Linked DNA regions of Sus scrofa: region 2 is linked to region 1. A link is a contact called in public HiChIP or PLAC-seq data. All regions are on one chromosome and are shown on one strand. The core of a region is the stretch at or near the end of the contact, and the rest is flanking DNA. Distances in the headings are between cores, read along the strand shown. Region 1 has its middle 53 kb from the start of TRIB1. Region 2 overlaps NSMCE2 (E3 SUMO-protein ligase NSE2).

Region 1 (3,215 bases), core at 301-2,800:
TGTAAGGCAGCCGGTTTGCTGATTGCAGGATGGGAGGCCCTCATGGAGGAGAAGGCCAGTACCACCTTCCAGACTCATGACTGAGGCCATCTTGGAGCTTCTACTCCCAGTGACCATCCAACAGACCCAGACAAAACCAGCAGAGGAATTGTCTAGCTGACCAGCAGAAGTGTGAGAAGTTCAGTCATGGCTTTATTATTATTATCTTTTAAATTTTTCAGTCTTTTTAGGAAAGCACCTGCAGCATATGAAAGTTCCCAGGCTAGGGGTTGCATCGGAGCTGCAGCTGCCAGTTTACACCACAGCCACAGCCACGCCAGATCCGAGCTGCATCTGCCACGTATGCTGCTGATCCTTAACCGGCTGAGCGAGGCCAGGGATCAAACCCACATCCTGGGTTAAGGATCCGGTGTTGCCGTGAGCTGTGGTATAGGTCACAGACATGGCTCGGATCCTGTGTTGCTGGGGCTGTGGTGAAGGCCGGTGGCTATAGCTCTGATTAGACCTCTAGCCTGGGAACCTCCATATGCCACAGGTGTGGCCCTAAAAAGACAAAAGACAAAAAGAAATAAGGAAAGAAAGTCCTCATTAAAAAACAAACAAACAAACAAACAACCCACATCCTCATGGATACCTGTTGTGTTCTTAACCTGCCGAGCCACCGCGGGATCTCCATCACTGCTCTAAATCATGGTTTTGGGCTGATGTGTCGCATAGCGATAGATGCCTGAAATGTATCTTATCTACCCCTGTCAGTTCAGGATCTCTATCATCAGGAAAGGCCCCCAGAATAAGGGATCAAATTAAGAGACTGGAACCACATCTACTCCCCCAACCCCGTGGGGGTCGAACCTGGATTAGCTCAACAGGCTAAACGGCCCCAGAGGACCACATGGGGGCTACTGGGGCCAAGGTGATGCAGACCCCAGCTGGCCTGTTCACTCTTAGAAGCTTCATCGTTGGGTGGCCCGAGGCTCCAACTGTCCCCACCAGCCTCTGTCTGCACTGTAGCAAGAGCCGTTCTGTGGCCCCAGAGCCTTGGGAAACCCTGGCGCAATCACGAATGAGTTAAATGCTATCTGATCAGAAGCCAGAGGGCCTGTTTTCATTTTCAAAACTCTGTGTGTCAGTGACTCTAATGCAATGTCCAGCAATGTCTTGAGCAAGTGACCGGCAGGGGACATAGGATGCTATTTACTCAAGATAGCCCATCACGCAAAAGCAACTTGCCTAACCGGGTTTGTAAGCGATTGTTACGAGACCACCGTTGCAACAGGGATGGCCCTGGGTGATGGTCTCAGGAAGGGGCCGATCCCCCCGCCCCAGGCCAAATTTGGGGATATTCTCTTATTTTTGGAACGCTTGGGGCACTGGGTCCCTGGAAAAGAACAGAGAAAAAGGAGCGTTGGGAAATTGCACTCGGATGTGGAATGGTCCTTTAAGGATGGGTGCCCTGGGGAAGAAAGCTTCACGCCACCCTGGAGGGAGACAGCCCCTGGATCAGAGGAGGCTGGAGGATTGGCTGCCTTATGGATGGGGAGGATGATGTGGTCTGGCTCATAAGTCAGTTGCTGAGCAAGAACGTGATGCCTCAGGCTTTTGTAAGGGTTGGTTTGGGTGGTGAATCTATGGGGTTGGGATGGGGTTGGGGTGGGGTTGGGGTGTGTGGTCACTTTCCAGCCCCAAACCATGGTGACCAGGTGGCCACATCCCTGCCTACCCTCCAGGCTGGTCTTACAGGTCAATTGATTAAATCCTTCATCCTTTCTATCCTTTTCCTCTTGGCTAGAATCTGTTACTACTACCACCATCACTACTGCCCACCCCCTCATCTGAATAGCTGCTATGATTTAGCAGTACTTTCATCTGCTCTCTCAAATAATCCTCACAACCGCTCCAAGGGGTAGGCATTATTACACCCACTTCACAGCTGGGAAAATTGAGGCTCAGAGATGTTAACATCTGGTATAAGATTCTAGGACAGTGTGTCCCAGAGAAATGATAAATTGAGTCAGAAAATGGGATACACACAGATATGCAGGCATGGAAAAACAGACATACAGAAAGAGGTCCCCCAGCCCCCAGATACAGATGCATGACCCACAGTTACAAAGGCAAGGACAGAGACCCCGCCCCTGCCCCTGCCTTGGAGGTTTAGGGAGCGTACGCGGTTCTGAAGGTGTTCTGTGCGTTCTTGTGCGTGAAACCCAGATGTCACTGGGGAACATCCCATCCCATCCCATCAGATCCAGATGAAATTCCTTTAGTCACCTCCAAACCCCAATCCATCTCCTCCATTTTTTTCTGCTTGTGTGCATGCATGTGTGTGTGTGTGTGTGTGTGTGTGTGTGTACATAGGTCACTCTCTACACGTGGATGCTGGGTCACTGTGTAAGAAGTATTTCCAACCCCTGGCTGTGGTTAAGCAAAGTCTGACCCCTGCCATCAAGAGGTCCAGGCACCTCTGGGTCTACCTCTCCAGCCTCTTTGGGTTCTGCCTCCCTTTCTCCAATTTCTGATCCCTGTCTTCTCCCCTCACCCTCATCTCCTTATTGCCTTGCTCACTCCCAAGCCTTTTTTTTTCCTTTCTTTCTTTTTTTTTTTTTTTTTTTTTTTTGGCTTTTTAGTGCTGCAATCGCAGCATATGGAAATTCCCAGGCTAGGGGTCGAATTGGAGCTCTAGCCGCCAGCCTACACCACAGCCACAGCCATACAAGGTCTGAGCCGCATCTGCGACCTACACCACAGCTCATGGCAAAGCTGGATCCTTAACTCACTGAGCGAGGCCAGGGATCAAACCCACATGGTCATGGATACTAGTTGGGTTTGTTACTGTTGAGCCACACGGGAACCCCTCACTCCCAAGTCTTATCATGTCTAAAGCAAAACTTTTCCCTCCTACGGGTCACCTCCCGCTGCCCCATGCCCCCTCCAAATCACCCTGCCTCCCAAGTACCTATCAAAGTATTTACAATCCCCCCACACCCTAAACAAAAGCAGCTCTCTCCAGAGGAATCCTGCTGGAAGCTTTCATTTAAGCACCTTTTCTGTCTTTAATCCATGGATTGAGATTAAAACTGGGCAGGAGCTTTTAACCTGGAGTCTCCAACTCCCCAGCTATTTGCTTAGCTCAGCTTTCAGGAGGGTGAAGCAGGTGCCCTGGAGAGGTGAGATCTTTCTGCCACGAAATGCCAGTCCCCAGTCTCCTGGCCCAA
Region 2 (3,215 bases), core at 319-2,818, 300 kb before region 1:
AAGTCTGAATTTGAGAAAATTCAGCCAGAGAAGGTCTCCTTTTATGTACAGAAAGCGTAAAGTATGGAGAGTAGTTGAGTAGCCTACCTAAGGTTGGTCAAGGATTCATTCATTCACAGATGGGAGCGCCTACGGCTTGCCAGGAGCTGTGCTTATTAGTAAAGCAGGTTATGGTGATAGTTGATTTAAGAGTCATTTCATTACTGGTATTCTGCCTCTCAAGCCATTTCACTGACAAAGGCGATATCCCTCTTGAAGTCAGACTCTTTATCATGTATTGAACAAACAGTGGTAATACTGTGCACTGCGTATTTCTGGTTCTGGGTTTATGTAATGGTTTTGAACTAAACCTGAAGTCCTGTCTTGTGGTCTTCAGGTTCCAGAAGGTGGGCACCAGCTTAGTTCAGTGAATCCTCAAATCTATTCTCAAATACATGTTTTTTTCAAATAAGAGATGATAAAAGAGTCCAACCACTGTTGTGGGGGTGGTCCTCGCAACTTTTATATAACCTTAATTCTCATAGTGAAAAAGCGTGAGCTCCCCAAAGCCAAATGACAGATAGCCTAACAGATCAGATTAGTTACAGATGTTATTATTAACGGTCAGTGGTAAGATATACACTTTCTTTGCTTCTCAATGAGCAGTCTTGTCTTAGAGTTTAGCAAAAGTAAAGCTTAAGATTCACATTATACTTTGGCATTTATTTCTCATTATACTTAATTGTCCAGTTTCACTATAGCAAACTTTAAATCTTAGAAGAATTGTCAGATTTTACCTGTATATTGTTCTTTTAGTATGTGCTGCTTCACCATGTTACCTTATTGGAAAATCCAGAGCATTTGTATTTTCTCCACTTCTACTATTTTCTTTTGTGCTGCAAGCATCTTACAGATTATCTAAGATTTGAAAGCATTTAAATCAGATTGCTGCCACATAGTTGTTTGTGGTTTTTGAAGTCAGTGTTTTATAACAACTCCTACAAAAAGCCTAGGGAGGGAGGATATTTTCCTTATTAACCTAATAGGAGCAATTAGTTGCTAGATAAGTTCACTTGTATCGTTTCTTATAAATCTCTTCACAGATACACCCTGGGAACTGTGGTTCTCACCTGATAAGCTAACCTGAACATTTAATCTGCCTTTTAAAACTAGTATGTTGAGAGTTAGAAGAGTGGAAATATGTCTCATGTAACTTGTTTGAAACTCACACAGTCTTAGATAGAATAAAAGAATGAAGTGGGTCAAAGGTATAGCTTACCTGGGCCTTGACGTTATGCACCTAGTTTAGAATGTTTTTGGCTCTCACTTCCCTGTGCTTCCTCACCCTTCACCCTTCATCAGCTGGTAAGCTTTGCCTTTAGTAAATCTTATTTTAAAGTTAGCTCACTATCTATTACTTTAAATCTCATGGGGTTAAGTTGGGAGTTACTGTCTTAGTTAGGCCGGGGTTGGGGAGTACGTCTCACTTAGAAAGCTAATAATCTCTAGTAGCTGCAGAAAGTTCCAGGGCAGAGGCTGTGATTTATTGGCTATGATCATCTGCTGACCAAATGTAAGAGTACATCGCACATTATGCGTCATCGGCAAAAGAGGAAGGAGGGGAAATTCGTTTGGGATCATTACACTGGAGGATAGAAGATTCCTGAGCATGAGAGAAATTAGTATTGTCAGTGGACTAGCAAGAAGGTGAGAGGTGACAGTGGAATTAGTGAAAAATCTCTTGGAAACAGGTGGGAAAAAACTGCAGAATCCCCTCTTTTCCACTCCCTGCTTCCAGCACTTGGCCCTCCAGCCTGAGGTGTGGTCGCTTAATACCTTTCTTGTCAGAGTTAACAAATGCTCCATATATAAGCCTTCTCATCTATAGGAATACTGCCCAGATGTGGAAATTAGCCAGGGAAAAAAAGCTGACATAGGTATTCGTTCTTCAGCTTCTTGGCCACAGAATGTGTCTCTTTCTGTGATTACTGGTAACAAATTCCTACTCCATTGCTTTAGAACTCCCTCTGCAGTTATTCCCAACTTAAGGTTGTGTTTGGTAGTATTTTTTCTAATACACAGAGTGTTAGTTCTGGATATAATATTTCGCTAATTAAGTTACCTCTATAGGGAAGCATCAGATCTGAATCTCTTAGGTTACCCACTAAGGTAGCTGTAGAACATTCTGGTCTGTGCTATATTAAGGCTGAGTATCATGGGTAGTTTATAGAAATCCGTCTTGCTATTTTGCAGGTATTAAGTGTTGGATTTTATTCAGAATTCTAAAACGTTTACACTCTACTGGGCCTTAATGTGCCTCTCATGCAGCATTTTCACAAGTTTGCTCCATAATACTAATTCATCAGGATGTGAGTAAGTATAATAGGAAAAAAAAAAGGATTTTGTGGTCAAATAAGTTTGGGGAATGCTTGATTAAAAGAATTTCCTTAAAGACTCCAAAGCCTTTAATATGCTTTTATGCCTTGTGATTCTCCAAAGGAGGGATACTTAGTAATTTCCTAAACTTATTTACAAACCTCTTTGAGGACAGGACTGGTAACTCTACACAACCCACTGGGGAAAAGGCTTCTGTAGTCTGAGTTCCTACACCTTCCAGAAGAGGCCAAGAGATGGATCCAGCAGATCTGGCAGTTAGTGGTAGAGATGCTGCGGCATCCAGGGGACAGGATGTTCCTATGCAGAAGATCAGGAAGGGCCAGACCTCTGAAAAGACCATGCATTATTTCAGCAGTGAAAAAGAGGAAGCCAAAGTTTTTAAACACATGCAGTAATTGCTTGGCTCTCAGAGTCTCTGTTTGAAACAAATAAGACCCCTGTGTGGAGTATTGACTCAGGAAGGTGGAGAGAAGGCAGTGCTTTCTCTTTTTTTTAGGGCCACACCTGGGGCATATGGAAGTTCCAGGCTAAGGGTGAAATGGGAGCTACAGCTGCCAGCCTACACCACAGCCATGGCAATACCAGATCTGAGCCATGTCTGTGACCTACACCACAGCTCACCGCAACGCCAGATCTTTAACCCACTGAATAATGCCAGGGATCGAACCTACATCCTTTCTGAGAAGGCAGTGTTTTCAAAGAAAGGAAGAGAGGAGGGGACAGAGTAAGAAGGAACAGAGCAGCAGTGTGGACAGGAAAAGTGTACAGATTTTGAAAGGCCTGGGTCAGCCCAGGACTTGATTGTTGAACACCTTGCCCTCAGTGGCACCAGGCAACCC

What was found. HiChIP or PLAC-seq counts read pairs in DNA pulled down with a chosen protein or histone mark.
Region 2: a contact with region 1 is called in an H3K27ac HiChIP or PLAC-seq map of alveolar macrophages. The contact joins two enhancer-like sites. A contact is called at or near these places in 2 of 2 datasets of contacts at active chromatin or transcription factors (alveolar macrophages and skeletal muscle).

Annotation. Positions count from the first base shown.
Region 1 is chr4:14,243,331-14,246,545 of Sscrofa11.1, reverse strand. No RefSeq gene overlaps it. Among named protein-coding and RNA genes, the nearest start is that of TRIB1, 53 kb to the left of the region's middle. Within about 2 kb of position 1,550, at least 2 of the 83 cell types and tissues checked have an H3K27ac peak or open chromatin away from gene starts, as enhancers often do. A contact at or near this core is called in alveolar macrophages, where this site is marked.
Region 2 is chr4:14,540,629-14,543,843 of Sscrofa11.1, reverse strand. The region is part of intron 3 of NSMCE2 (E3 SUMO-protein ligase NSE2); the gene reads left to right. Among named protein-coding and RNA genes, the nearest start is that of WASHC5, 56 kb to the left of the region's middle. Within about 2 kb of position 1,568, at least 12 of the 83 cell types and tissues checked have an H3K27ac peak or open chromatin away from gene starts, as enhancers often do. A contact at or near this core is called in alveolar macrophages, where this site is marked.